Linked DNA regions of Anas platyrhynchos: region 2 is linked to region 1. Evidence: chromatin contacts called from public Hi-C data. All regions are on one chromosome and are shown on one strand. Each heading gives the region's core, a stretch centred on a gene start, on an enhancer-like site or on the middle of the called end of the contact. The rest is flanking DNA. Distances are from core to core; before and after follow the strand shown.

Region 1 (5,779 bases), core at 868-3,367:
AGAGATTAATAATTAATACAGCCTGTCCTAATGCATAATGACTCTTTTTTTTTTCATTAGGAAGCCTGCCTAACAGATAAACACACTCCAGCTCTGTTAAGAACCAACAGGCCAACTTCTGCTCCTGGTTGTACAGCTGCAAACCCAGAATTGCTCTGATTCATCAGCTCGCTTTGGTGGCGATGGAGGATAATGCAGAGTGCCCAGCCAGGCTGGCACAAACATCACCTACCTCCTGCGGTTCTCTGTCAGGTAACTGCAAGTTTTTGTGCAATGACGGGGACAGCAGAGATTAAATCTTTGAACAACTCCACACTTGTGTTTGGCGAATTAAAACATCAGGTTAGAATTCAGAGAACCGTGTGTTATAATTTTCCCTTTTTAGTAGCACACGAGCAATGAGAACATTTAAACACGTTCTGGAAAAACCTGCACTCCGTTGCCCGAGGTACAGTATTTTCACAGAACATTGCTAATCCAACCAACTTCACAAAAACAAGTAAAATGAGCTTCCTTTGTTACTTGTTACATTTCTTTTATTAGACTTCAGCAGCAGATCTGGGTTCATTTTTCCTATCATTGTTTTATGCTCACTTTTGTATTCTGTTGGATTATAACAGATTAATTTTAGTTTTGTTTCTAGCCACTTTGCATGCCCTAATGAAGTAACAAGGCTCCATTTTATTTAAAAATAGAGAAGCCTCAAAATCTTCCATAAATTTTCCATTCATGCTACAGTTTCTTAAAAAAAATAAATCCTAACAACATTAATATTTGGACTTAGACTAGCTGGCAAAGCAACCTTCTCAGCAAGTGACAACACTTTTTTAGATAGTCTTCAGCCCATTTTTTTAACACTCTATAGCCCTTCATTGCTTCAAGCCCCCGGTCATTTATTCTAGCTAACTAGCTGAATTCTTGCTCTAACCCCACCATTGATTACTGTGACAGAAAAGCCTCCTGCTATTGCCACTGCTAGACTGGGCTAAACTGGGCCCAGTGGGGGAAGCAGTAGGGTGAAATGGCTGTAATTGTTGGCCCAAGGAGAACAGGCATTGGTTCCCCTCCACCTAAACTCGTGCAATCCATCAGTCCTACCTCCTCGCTGCAGGCTAGAGAAAGGACTGCTGTTATCTGCTGCTTCATTCAAATTCTTCCAACTGCAAGCATGTGGTTGTGCAAGGCACAACAGGGCCACGCCACCGCCCGCTTCTACCCCTGTACAGACAACAAAAACAATTAGAAACAAATGCATTCTTGTGCTGGATCACTTTAAAACCTACATGCACTGATCATAAGTGTTCCCCCATGGGCTCAGCTTCATTTTCTGCAGCACATACAGCAGGATACTTTTTCCCATGGCAATTGACATTTCGCACTAGCCTGGTTCCAACGAAAATCAATCTGATTCCTTCCTCATAACAACAGAGAGTCATCTTGGATGACAGATTTTAGCCACTAATTTAATTGATCATACTGATACGGATTTGGGGAAATATTATTCCAGCATAGCAACACAAATCCAATCAGAAGAGCAGACCCGGAGAAAGGTGAGCGGCTCTCCTAAAAACGTGGTTTTAAAGCATTCAAGCGCCGTGAGAGTTATTTTGATACAGGGCAAGGAAAGAAGATTGTAAGAATGATTCAGTAAGCCTGGAAAACGCAGCAGCCAGGTTCTGCTGCCATTCCTGAAACAGATTAGCTCATTTTCCTGTTAACAGCAGCACTGAAAACTTCTTGCTCTAGGGCAGCAGTGGCAGTAATTCCCCAGCACTCTGCTCATGGATCACTGTCAGCTTTTTGAATGCACTGTGGGCTACCCCAGTGCCTTAAAACATTAACCTTTTAAGGCAGCCTGGCTTTGCAGGACGCGGGGAGCACAGCTGAGAACTGCTGCTCTTGATAACGCGACTTCGACAGATCCCGCATGGGCTAATGACAGGGCTGCCTAAATCCAAGGTCAAGTTGTTCTGCTGACTACAGCCTTGGATTTGATTTCCAGAGCCGGGGCTCGTGGAAGTGTGACAAATCTGGTACCTCCTCACTCAGAGGTCACTTACGAACCAAACCACTAACTTGTGCTGCAATGCCTCGGATCCGCCTCGTCAGCTCCAGCTGGAGTGCCCGTCCTTAGCAGCACCAGCCTTGAGGAAAGCGTCCAGCCTTACCCCGAGCGCTCTCCCGGCGTCGGATTGCGCAGCGACGAGGAATTCCTGGCACCGCGGCGTGGTAAAACAGTTCTCCCGTGTCCAGGATATAACACCAGAACAGACGATAATAAATAAGCCACTTCAACAGGGCTGTGAAAAATGAGCCGTGACAGATCTGTGGCGAAGCAAATGTCATCTCGGAGCAGGCTTGTCTGGATGCCTACAGGAGAGCTCACCAACTGTCTGGCTCCAACTCACAGCCCACTGCTGGCACGGCGCTGTGAGCATGCTGGTGACTGACTAACCCCTCGCAGCGCTTCTCTACCTACCGAGTGCTCCTTCAAGCTATTAGCGTCACAGCGTATCAAACGGGCTGTCACAAACCTGTTTATCACCCCTTTCCCAAACTCAGGCAGGTATCCGGCAGCAAATGCTCGGTATGGACACGCACACACTCAAACGCTGCCCCTCGGAGTGGCCGGAGCGCCGCATGTCGGTCAGGGCCTGTGTATACAGCCCCTGTGTTGTTGGAAATCAGCACAGCCACGTGCAGCTCCTTACATTAAAAGCCTCTCTTCGTGTGGCACTCAAAGAGCTATTCACAAAAGCTACCTTTCTCTACAGCAGCTCCAGTGGAGAACACGGTGATCCAGAGGAGAAGCCTGGCTGAACTCTTCAGGTGGCCCTCTGGAGCTCCCTCTCCCTTTATTCCCCTCTCTCTGGGGAGCCTTTGCAAATTCCCCCTCCTTTTATGCTGCCAACACCAAAAGCTTCACTATGAATCTCACAGGATTCGGTGTTTGTCTTGAAGACCCTTTTTCTCAAGTCATTTAGTGCTCCAGTCATCTCAGCTCTTACTGAAGAAAACATGCATTAGAGCTTTGCTGTGGTGGAGAAAACTAGAAAGTGGAAAGCCTAAAGACTTAAAAAAAGAAAAAGAAAAAAAAAAAAAGTACAAATACGTCAAAAGACAAATAAAATTAAGCCAGAAATTACTGCAACTTTTTTTGTTTGTTTGTTTGTTTGTTTGTTTGTTTTTTTCTCCAAACCAGGCTCATGACATTTCAGGACCTGACTCGCAAATGCTTGGCACTAGCAACACTCAGCTCTGCCTTCTTGCAACAGTCCTGGAAGTTGCCTGAAATTTGCAAAAGGAATACCTGCACTTGCCTTGTGTCCTGCTCCAAGGATACTTGGTAATATGTTCAATGTTTGCTTTTCTCAAATCCCCATGCATATTAGAATTCCATGCCATTAGTCATTTTACAACAAAATCAGCTTTTTATAGTAAATTTTTTTTCACAGTTTAACCCTTTTTACTATTGGCACACAAGAATTGTAGTAAATTTTCCTATAACATCCAGAGCTGTAAGGAAAAAGGCCTTCCTAAAGGTATGTTACCTAAATCTGTTAAGCCTCAAAAGCCATCAAATCACAATGACAATTTCAGAAGTCATTTCAATATCTTTTTTAAGATCATGTCTAAATGCTTGGATGCTGTTCAGAGATAGAAGTCATCTTAAGTACATGCAGCCATTGATAGCTGATGATTTTCCCACAACAAAGTCAATATTTTAGGTCAGTTACTCTTCTCCTTCGCCTGCAAGGGGTTCCTCTTGTATTCTAGTTATGATTGTAAGATAAAAGTAGGGAAGCTGTTCCCTCAGGTTAGAAGAATCCACTTTTCCAAAGGAACTGATGACAAGATCTGAAATTTACCTTAAACAGTCCAAATTTGAGGTGATGGGACTTGAGTTTGTTAGGTCTCTTCCAACTGCTTACGATTGGACTTTTACAAATTAAGGCACAAAACAAGTTAACCCTCAAATTCTCTGATAAGAAGGAATGAATGGAATTTGTGTTTAATTCATCCCAAGATCCCTCAAGATCCCCCACACTGCGCACTGGCATTCAACCAGTAAGAGTAACCTGTACAGCAGCTGGACGGGTCTCCAGCTCACAATCTGCAGACAAGGAATCGGCCCTCCAGGGAATGACATGTGGTGCCCACACCTATGCAGCAGGCTGGAGGCCGACAAGTCCTAGACACTCTCAGCTGCAATCATCTCTTTGTTTGGTAGAGCGCCAAGCTGTGACTTCAAGAGATTTCTAGTTTTTTGTACCAATAGAGGGGAACAAAGGGATAATCAGTGCATGCAGCCGTGGCTTGTTTTCCTGACCCTGTGAGCCATGCACAAGAGAGGGCCCCAAGATATGGACCACAGGGTGCAAAGGAGAGAAGAGGCTGGAACAGCAGCTCTCTTTTGCACTGTGTTTTTCACCTACATGGACCATAGGAGACTATTACCCATACTAGTAGATGTCTCTATTAGGAAAACTCTCAATCTACCTTCACTCCAAATTTTCTTATACTAAACTATTGAACTTTCCCTTACCCTCAACCTCTGATCCATGCTAAACATGGCCTTTCTCTTTTTTTTTTTTGGCTCTAAGACCTAAGCAGAGAATTGATGTAAACATCTATCGGGTATTCAAGCTGTATATAGGGACATGATGTTTTCTGTTCCTTTTTTTTTAACATATATTATGGTGAAGAGCATTCTTTATTTACCTTTGAAAGGAAGACAAAGAGTCTCCCTAAGGGAAGAAAGAAATCCCTAGTATGAAAATAAAGTACTGGAGAATACAGTACTGATGCATTTATAAAGTGATAGATGGACATGGCGTAGAAGAAATGGTGGAAAAATGCTTTTTCCTTGGTATCCATCCTTTGATCTCATTGTACTACCTGAACCCTGCTGTAATCTGCTTGTGATGTGACACAGCTTCCTTAAGCACAGGTGCATGTAGGCACTTCTGTGCGCTCAGCAGCAAGACCTTCCCGACTGACAGGTAATTAGTTTATCCATATCCATAACCTAAATTGATATTTTCCATACCGCTGCTTAATATACAACTCGGATACATACATACGCAGACACACACAGATCAAAAATAATTGCTAAATACTTGCTCTACTTATCCAAAGTGAACTCTGGGCTGCTGGAGCTGTAGGACTACCTATATCCAAGCTAAAGATGCAGGAAGGTTAAAGTGTGCATATTCCACATCAGACAGCCCTACTACTAAAGAAAATGTGGTAGCTCCATACACGTGGGAACACGAGTTTCAAGTCCAGGCTATAAACCTGGTGCAGAAGTCCCCCAGAGATCTGTCACTAGCTGGCTCCCAGGGTGGAATTTGGTTGCAGATTACAGAATCACAGAATCACAGAACTGTAGGGGTTGGAAGGGACCTCGAAAGATCATTGGGTCCAACCCTTCTACCAAAGCAGGTTTTACGCAACTTAATATGCAGTAATTATCTGAATTCCTATAATGGCCACGGGAAACCTACTCCAGATAGTCAGTGATGCTTAGAGAACTATTCGGCTGATATCTGAGAGGTGTCTACTCCAAGGTAAATTAAAGCATTTAGTTCCAACATCTGCATGGATTGGACTTTCATTGACTACAATGGGAATCTGAATGGGAACATGACTCTGTGGTTCTACGAATTTATACACGAGTATCTATACTTAAACATGTCTCCAGAAACCTCATTTACAGGTTTTAATCTGGTGCACAATTCCATATCCTTATTTGTTATCCATATTATATTATATAATT
Region 2 (5,779 bases), core at 2,413-4,912, 61 kb before region 1:
CTCTGGTGAAGGCAGAGGTGAGAAACAGCACCTGAATGTGATCTTTGCTGAACAGCCGGCACAAAGGCCCTTATTGTCCATTAAGACAGTGCGGCCTATTGACCCACAAGTGCAGAACTAAGACAGGAGAAAAAGGCATCTGTGGCACAAAAGAGACGTGATTACAGACCAGGGCAGTCCAGACAACGTGAGTGGAGAGGGGCAGGACGGAGAGGGGCTCCAACACCTCGGTGGTGAGTGGGCCACAAGGCCCCCCACCACTCAAGATGTTTTATCTCCTGCCAGTGACCTGCTGAGACTGGTATGACTCCCAGCTGAATACCTTCTTGACCAAAAGGTAGTTATCAATTTGACATGCAAGATGCACACTGTCTATCAGAAACCATCTTTTGATATACCAGTTGTAGTGTCATCTACATGCATGTATTATGCAGTTAACAGCATCTGTGAAAAATGGGAAAATAAGAGGCGTAAGGATGTGGATTTTTTTGAAACATTCACATTCAGGGAAATCCAGTGATTGATGACGTATTGCGTGTGAAAAGTAATTTTACAATTATCGATTATTACAGTCTAAGTCTTCAATTTGTCATAAAATGACATTGTTGGTCTCATTACAGCCTCTAGTGGACAGTAGTAATCCACTTCACAGACCTGTCATACCGTTTGCTCAGATGACAAGCATTATCAAGGTGGAGGTTTCTCTGAAAGAGCACAAACATGCCATCATTCCCATCCCATGGAAAAAAGGATTTTTCAATACAGTCAAAGGTTTGCTGGCATTGCTCTTAAGGTGCCCGTCTTTGTGCTTCAGGTACTAATACTGGCTTGTAAATAAACAGAGAACTACTGCTATTCATTTCACTTTCAGACAGCTTTCATAAAAACTAAATTCATCTCAAATATTTTTATAACAGAAAATATTGGTTGCCATGTTTTTGGCTTAAGTAAGATGTTTTTATTCCAACTCAGAATCTGCCGACTGTCCAATCCACCTCCTATCTATTTATAGCCTGCTAGCATTCAGATAATTTTTGCTAATGCAGTTATTTTCATTATTATTTCAGACATAGGCAGTTGATTTAAGGTATTTTAACAGCTTTAGCAAATGAGAAACTATAATTTGGATTACAGCTGGCTAATTAAGGTACGCTTTCCTCCGAGAAGCTAAACATGTACACGATCCGAACAATAACATATTTAGAATGTATTCTTTAACTTGAAGTGCCACTTGTGTGAACATAATAAGATATGACTAACATCTTTATTTTTTGTGAATTCGCTTAGAAATTAGTGTATACCCTGTCAGAACAGGGATGCTGATGAAGTTTTCCAGAATTCTTACCCGTGATTGTTTTCAGATGGAAGGAAATTAGACTGGTAGGCACGGAGAACCAATGCTGTCTCTTTAAAAGCCACAAATATCTCATGCAAATTAACATTTAGTGAAATGAGAGCAAAGCATTCATGAGGACTAAGCAAGTATGTAGTACTACACTGCGACTCAGACAACTCTACGGTCTAATATGCTGAGGTCCTTTGCAAGTGAATTCAAAGGAAAGGCTGCTGTTAACTTATTTTACCACACTGTGCCTAGGAATGGGTTGTAGGGGCACTGCACAAACCATTGTTTGCCATTCCTTATCATATAGTAATGCGATATTTACGTAAAAAGCGTGTACCTCATCATTGTCTTGTTTTTTGAAAAGAAGCACTTGAGTTGCTCTTTAAATAACAATGGCTTCAATAGCTTTAAAATAACAATAGCTCCTTAGATGCAGATCTAAAATAAGTTTGGTGGTGTGTTTTTTTTTTTCATTTGTTTGTTTTAAACAAGGAAAGCAATTCACTAAGGGATTAAAAAAAAAAAAAAAAAAAAGAAAAAAAAGACTCCTATAAAGTCTTAAAATCAGGACTGACGTAGTTTTTTGAATATGTTGCCCGTCAGGCCATTGACTTAGAAGGAAAAGCAGCTAACCTACCAGTGGCAGCCCTGGGACTGACCACAGCCACACCTAGCCCCAGAAGTTGTTTCAGCCATGACCAGTGGAAAATAAAAGTGCTAAGCCTTCTCTAGAGGTGCTTAGTTGGTCTAGGCACCTCTCAAGTAATAACTGGTGTGAGTTGTTAGGTGCTTTGTGGTGTCAAGATGTCCGGGGCCTCCATCCATGTCCTGGCCTCCACATAACTCCGCTGGCACCGCACCTACCCCTACAGGTGGCATGCGCAGAAGGGCCAACAGGGAATGGAAACTCAGCAGCCGTTTTATTCCTAGAAGTGATCGCTTCATATCAGGGTCAAAGTACACCAGCAGAGAACACAGGGGAGGCTCCATCGTGTGGAAAATTCTTGGCTTCCAGGGCTGTCAAGGCAGCGCTGTTAACGAGGATTAACATTCAACCAAAATGACGGTGAAGAACTAACGAGAATTCACCCGCCACTCTCTGGGAGAGGGCTCTTGGCTTCTGGCAGGGAGCAGCCAGAGTCCACACGGGTTTTCCCTTTAAACCATACCTGACACAGGGACTTATCTGGGAGTTCACTTGCCCTTTTTTTTTTGGTCTGTTACAGGCGTTATGGCCTAGATAGATTAGATTAGCATCCATCATGTTAACACTGGATTGGGAAGTAACTCTTGGACTTTCTTAAGTGTCTTAACCTTCAGAAAGGCAATGTGGTTTCTAAGGCCTGTTCACAGTCTTGCTGATCAATGCTATACGTATACTGATAAGCGCAATGAGTTTTCATGGGAGGAGAAGAAGGGGCTAGAATGAGCTACCTGTTTGAACAGACCTAAGAATTGAAAACATGGGTTTTTGACACCTCAGTACTTTAATGGCCCCAACAGAGCTGTTCCAGTCTATTGAACAAATCCTTCCAACCTCATGGATCATTGACCTAACAGACCTTCAGAGCCAATAAGCTCAGCCCTGCTGCCAAGCCTGCACATTTTGTCCACACGCTAAAAATCTTTACAACATCTTTTATTGAGAAAAGGTGCAGCATATGAATAACGGCTATTCTCTGCCCTCACTGCCTCTACCTCTTCACAAAATATAACACACAAGGGCCTTGGCCTCAAAGCCCTCATGAAAATTTGGAGCTGAAGTTTACCAAATTCAGCCAATGTTGGCACATCTGGGCTCCCACCTTGGTTTCAAGACAGGAATAAGTGTAAGTTGCTGTACATCCAAGAATAGAGTTATTTTGTACCTATCTTTCCATTGCACTGTCAAAAGGAGAACTAATAACTAATACAGTAGTAACCAGAAGTAGAGTGATAGTCCCAAGATATTAGTACCTCATACACAGCAAAGGATGTTATTTCTTCACTTTTGTTTGTTTTGAAAAGGCATTGTATGCCACAAATCTGTGGCCACTCGGAACACATAAATGGAGACTTTGAACGGTGTATAAACATCAAAGATTTAAGTGGGATAAATTGGGCATGAATGAATTGCTATGCCCCCTTAGATTTGATCCATAGTCATGGTCAACAGGAAAATCTTCAGGCAGAGGACTGTAGACATGACAGGACTGAGAATTTTCTGGAGAGTAGGAAGTCTTCAGCTTGCAAGCCTTTGACAAACAACATAGTAAACTTACCTTTCATCCAACTACAAGGAGTATTTTGCCTGTTTCTTCTGCAGGATCATGGAGATGTGGTGTCCTAAGAAGCCTGAAACTTCAAAATTAAAAAAAAAAAAAAAAAGTCCTGGAAAGGCTGAGGTAGAATATCACATTAAATCAGATTTATTTCAGTTTATGTAGACTGGTTCAAAACTAGACCGGCATTGCTTTGACGTCTTACAGTCTGAGGGCAGCATCTTGCCCTCAGAGATCTTCCAGATCCTCCTGTTCTTTCTTTACCCTTCAGCACATGCCTTTCTACTAATGTCAGTAATTGTTTCCACCTTGGATGAAATGCCTTATGATGTCTCTCTTTCTCCCTGCCTACTTTTTTCCACAGGAGAGTTTCCACCTGCCTTCCTACCTTGCATCTGCTCTCATATTGTCCTCATATGACATCATTTATTTATTTACACTTAAGGTAGTGAAAGATACCTTTCCAAGAACTAGAGGTCCTGGCACTCAGCAATTGAAAGAAAAATACAGCACTATGAAAGCAGTTTTCTCAAAAGGAACTGAGTTGGGCATCCCGGTACAGGAAGAAACACCTGCCTGCTGAAAGCACATCTTCAGCCTTACCTCAAAGTGTGTGTCTTTTGCCATGGGGATTCTCACAAAATCAAAAAATTCAAGCCCTTGTGAAGTGTACCTACTATCACAGGGACAGACTTGCTCTTACAAGGATTGTTCTGCCATGGGGTCAAGAACAGCTGCGAGAACGGTGTGGACACCTGAGGGCAGGACCATCTCATCACAAGCTATTCACACACAAGAGATGCTAGTTCTGAAATGGTTCCTCACTATAGATTTATCACAGCTCATATTCTCATTTTGTTGGCACAGAAGGACCTAAGAATGGCTATACAGAGGCCATAAGACAACAGTGGTCATAAGGAGATACCTCAGGAGGCATAGGCAGCCATGTACTGCTTCCTCCACATACTCTCCAGACTCTTGCTATTTTCAACTCAAGGTGCATCTTGAGTAGGATGTGATTTCTTTCCTGCTTAGTAGCCCTTGGTGGATTTCTCTCTCAAGACTTGTGCAGTCTTCCCCTGAGCACGTGTAAACTTCACACATCCACTGTCTCTTATGTCACATTGCCCAGGTCGAGTCCCTGGTGCAAGATTTGTCTCTTTCTGTCTGCTTCATCCCGTGTTCCTGGTTCTTGCACGGAGTCAGTGGCCAGTCTCTACCCACACACTCCACGCTACCCAGAACTTCGCAGACATCTCTCATATTCCCCCTGAACTGTCCTTCCAAGAAGGAAAAGGTCTAGCCAATGCCTCTGTAACACAAACTGCTCTGTTAAAGACTTCACTGCTTCTGCTGCAAATCTAACCTGGTTTTGACTCCTGTTGTCTTGGTCTTAGTTCTGTCACATGCTCACCGACTCCATTCTTCTGCCTGTAGAAAAGGAATAGTAAAAATGAACCTTTTATCTTGCAAAACAGTGATGACACAGTAGAGTAGAAGTATTATTACTACTAAAGCAATATAGAACACTCCCTTTTCCCAAGGCTTAGCCAAGGACTCAGAAAAGCAACAATTCCACATATCAAGGACAAAACAAAACAGTATTCATGTAAACAAAAATAAAACCATGATACTATTTACATTTTTTTCATACTTATGTAGCAGCACAGGCTAAAACCCTTTTCTTTTCATAAACTACCCCTGTCAACCAACTTACACTGGTATTAAAATCTGAAGTGACGGGACATCTCCTACCAACCCCAGGAGATTATTTCACACACTGATACGCAGATCAGGTCTGAAAAATCTGAAATGCTACAGAAGTTGGATTACGTGGTGGTTTTCCTGCCATTTAATCTCTCTCCTCTTTCTTTCCATGATAAATCCCATCTGTTAGGACAGAAACATCACGTCATTTCTCTCCCTTGTTCGGGCCATCGTCAGCTAGGTGTGTAAACGTGGTGTCTGCTTTAAGGCATACAAGTTGTCCCATTGCCTCAGTGGTTCTGAATCACACATACAAAGTTAGCTACGTGCTTGAGGGTATGCCTTTGTGAGCAACTTAAGGTGAGGCAATCAAGGGTGTGGATTTACAGGACACCAGCTCCTCTGCAGTAATTGCCGGGATAAACACCCTTTGCCTGCCAGTAAAAGCAGTGTAGGTTAGCCCAGA

The links. A called contact is a pair of places that touch in the nucleus more often than the background predicts.
Region 2: a contact with region 1 is called in a Hi-C map of liver, with 2.2 times the contacts expected there. The contact joins the promoter of ATXN1 here to the enhancer-like site in region 1. A contact is called at or near these places in 2 of 8 Hi-C or Micro-C datasets (liver and subcutaneous adipose tissue).

What each region holds. Positions count from the first base shown.
Region 1 is chr2:106,905,344-106,911,122 of IASCAAS_PekinDuck_T2T, reverse strand. The region is part of intron 2 of LOC110353364 (a long non-coding RNA gene); the gene reads right to left. It overlaps LOC101803317 (a long non-coding RNA gene), which reads left to right. Exons shown (of 5, transcript XR_011806866.1): 2 at 61-252; 3 at 3,203-3,346. Among named protein-coding and RNA genes, the nearest start is that of STMND1, 32 kb to the right of the region's middle. Within about 2 kb of position 2,117, at least 3 of the 8 cell types and tissues checked have an H3K27ac peak or open chromatin away from gene starts, as enhancers often do.
Region 2 is chr2:106,967,672-106,973,450 of IASCAAS_PekinDuck_T2T, reverse strand. ATXN1 (ataxin 1) reads right to left here and starts at 3,662. Exons shown (of 7, transcript XM_072033323.1): 1 at 3,607-3,662.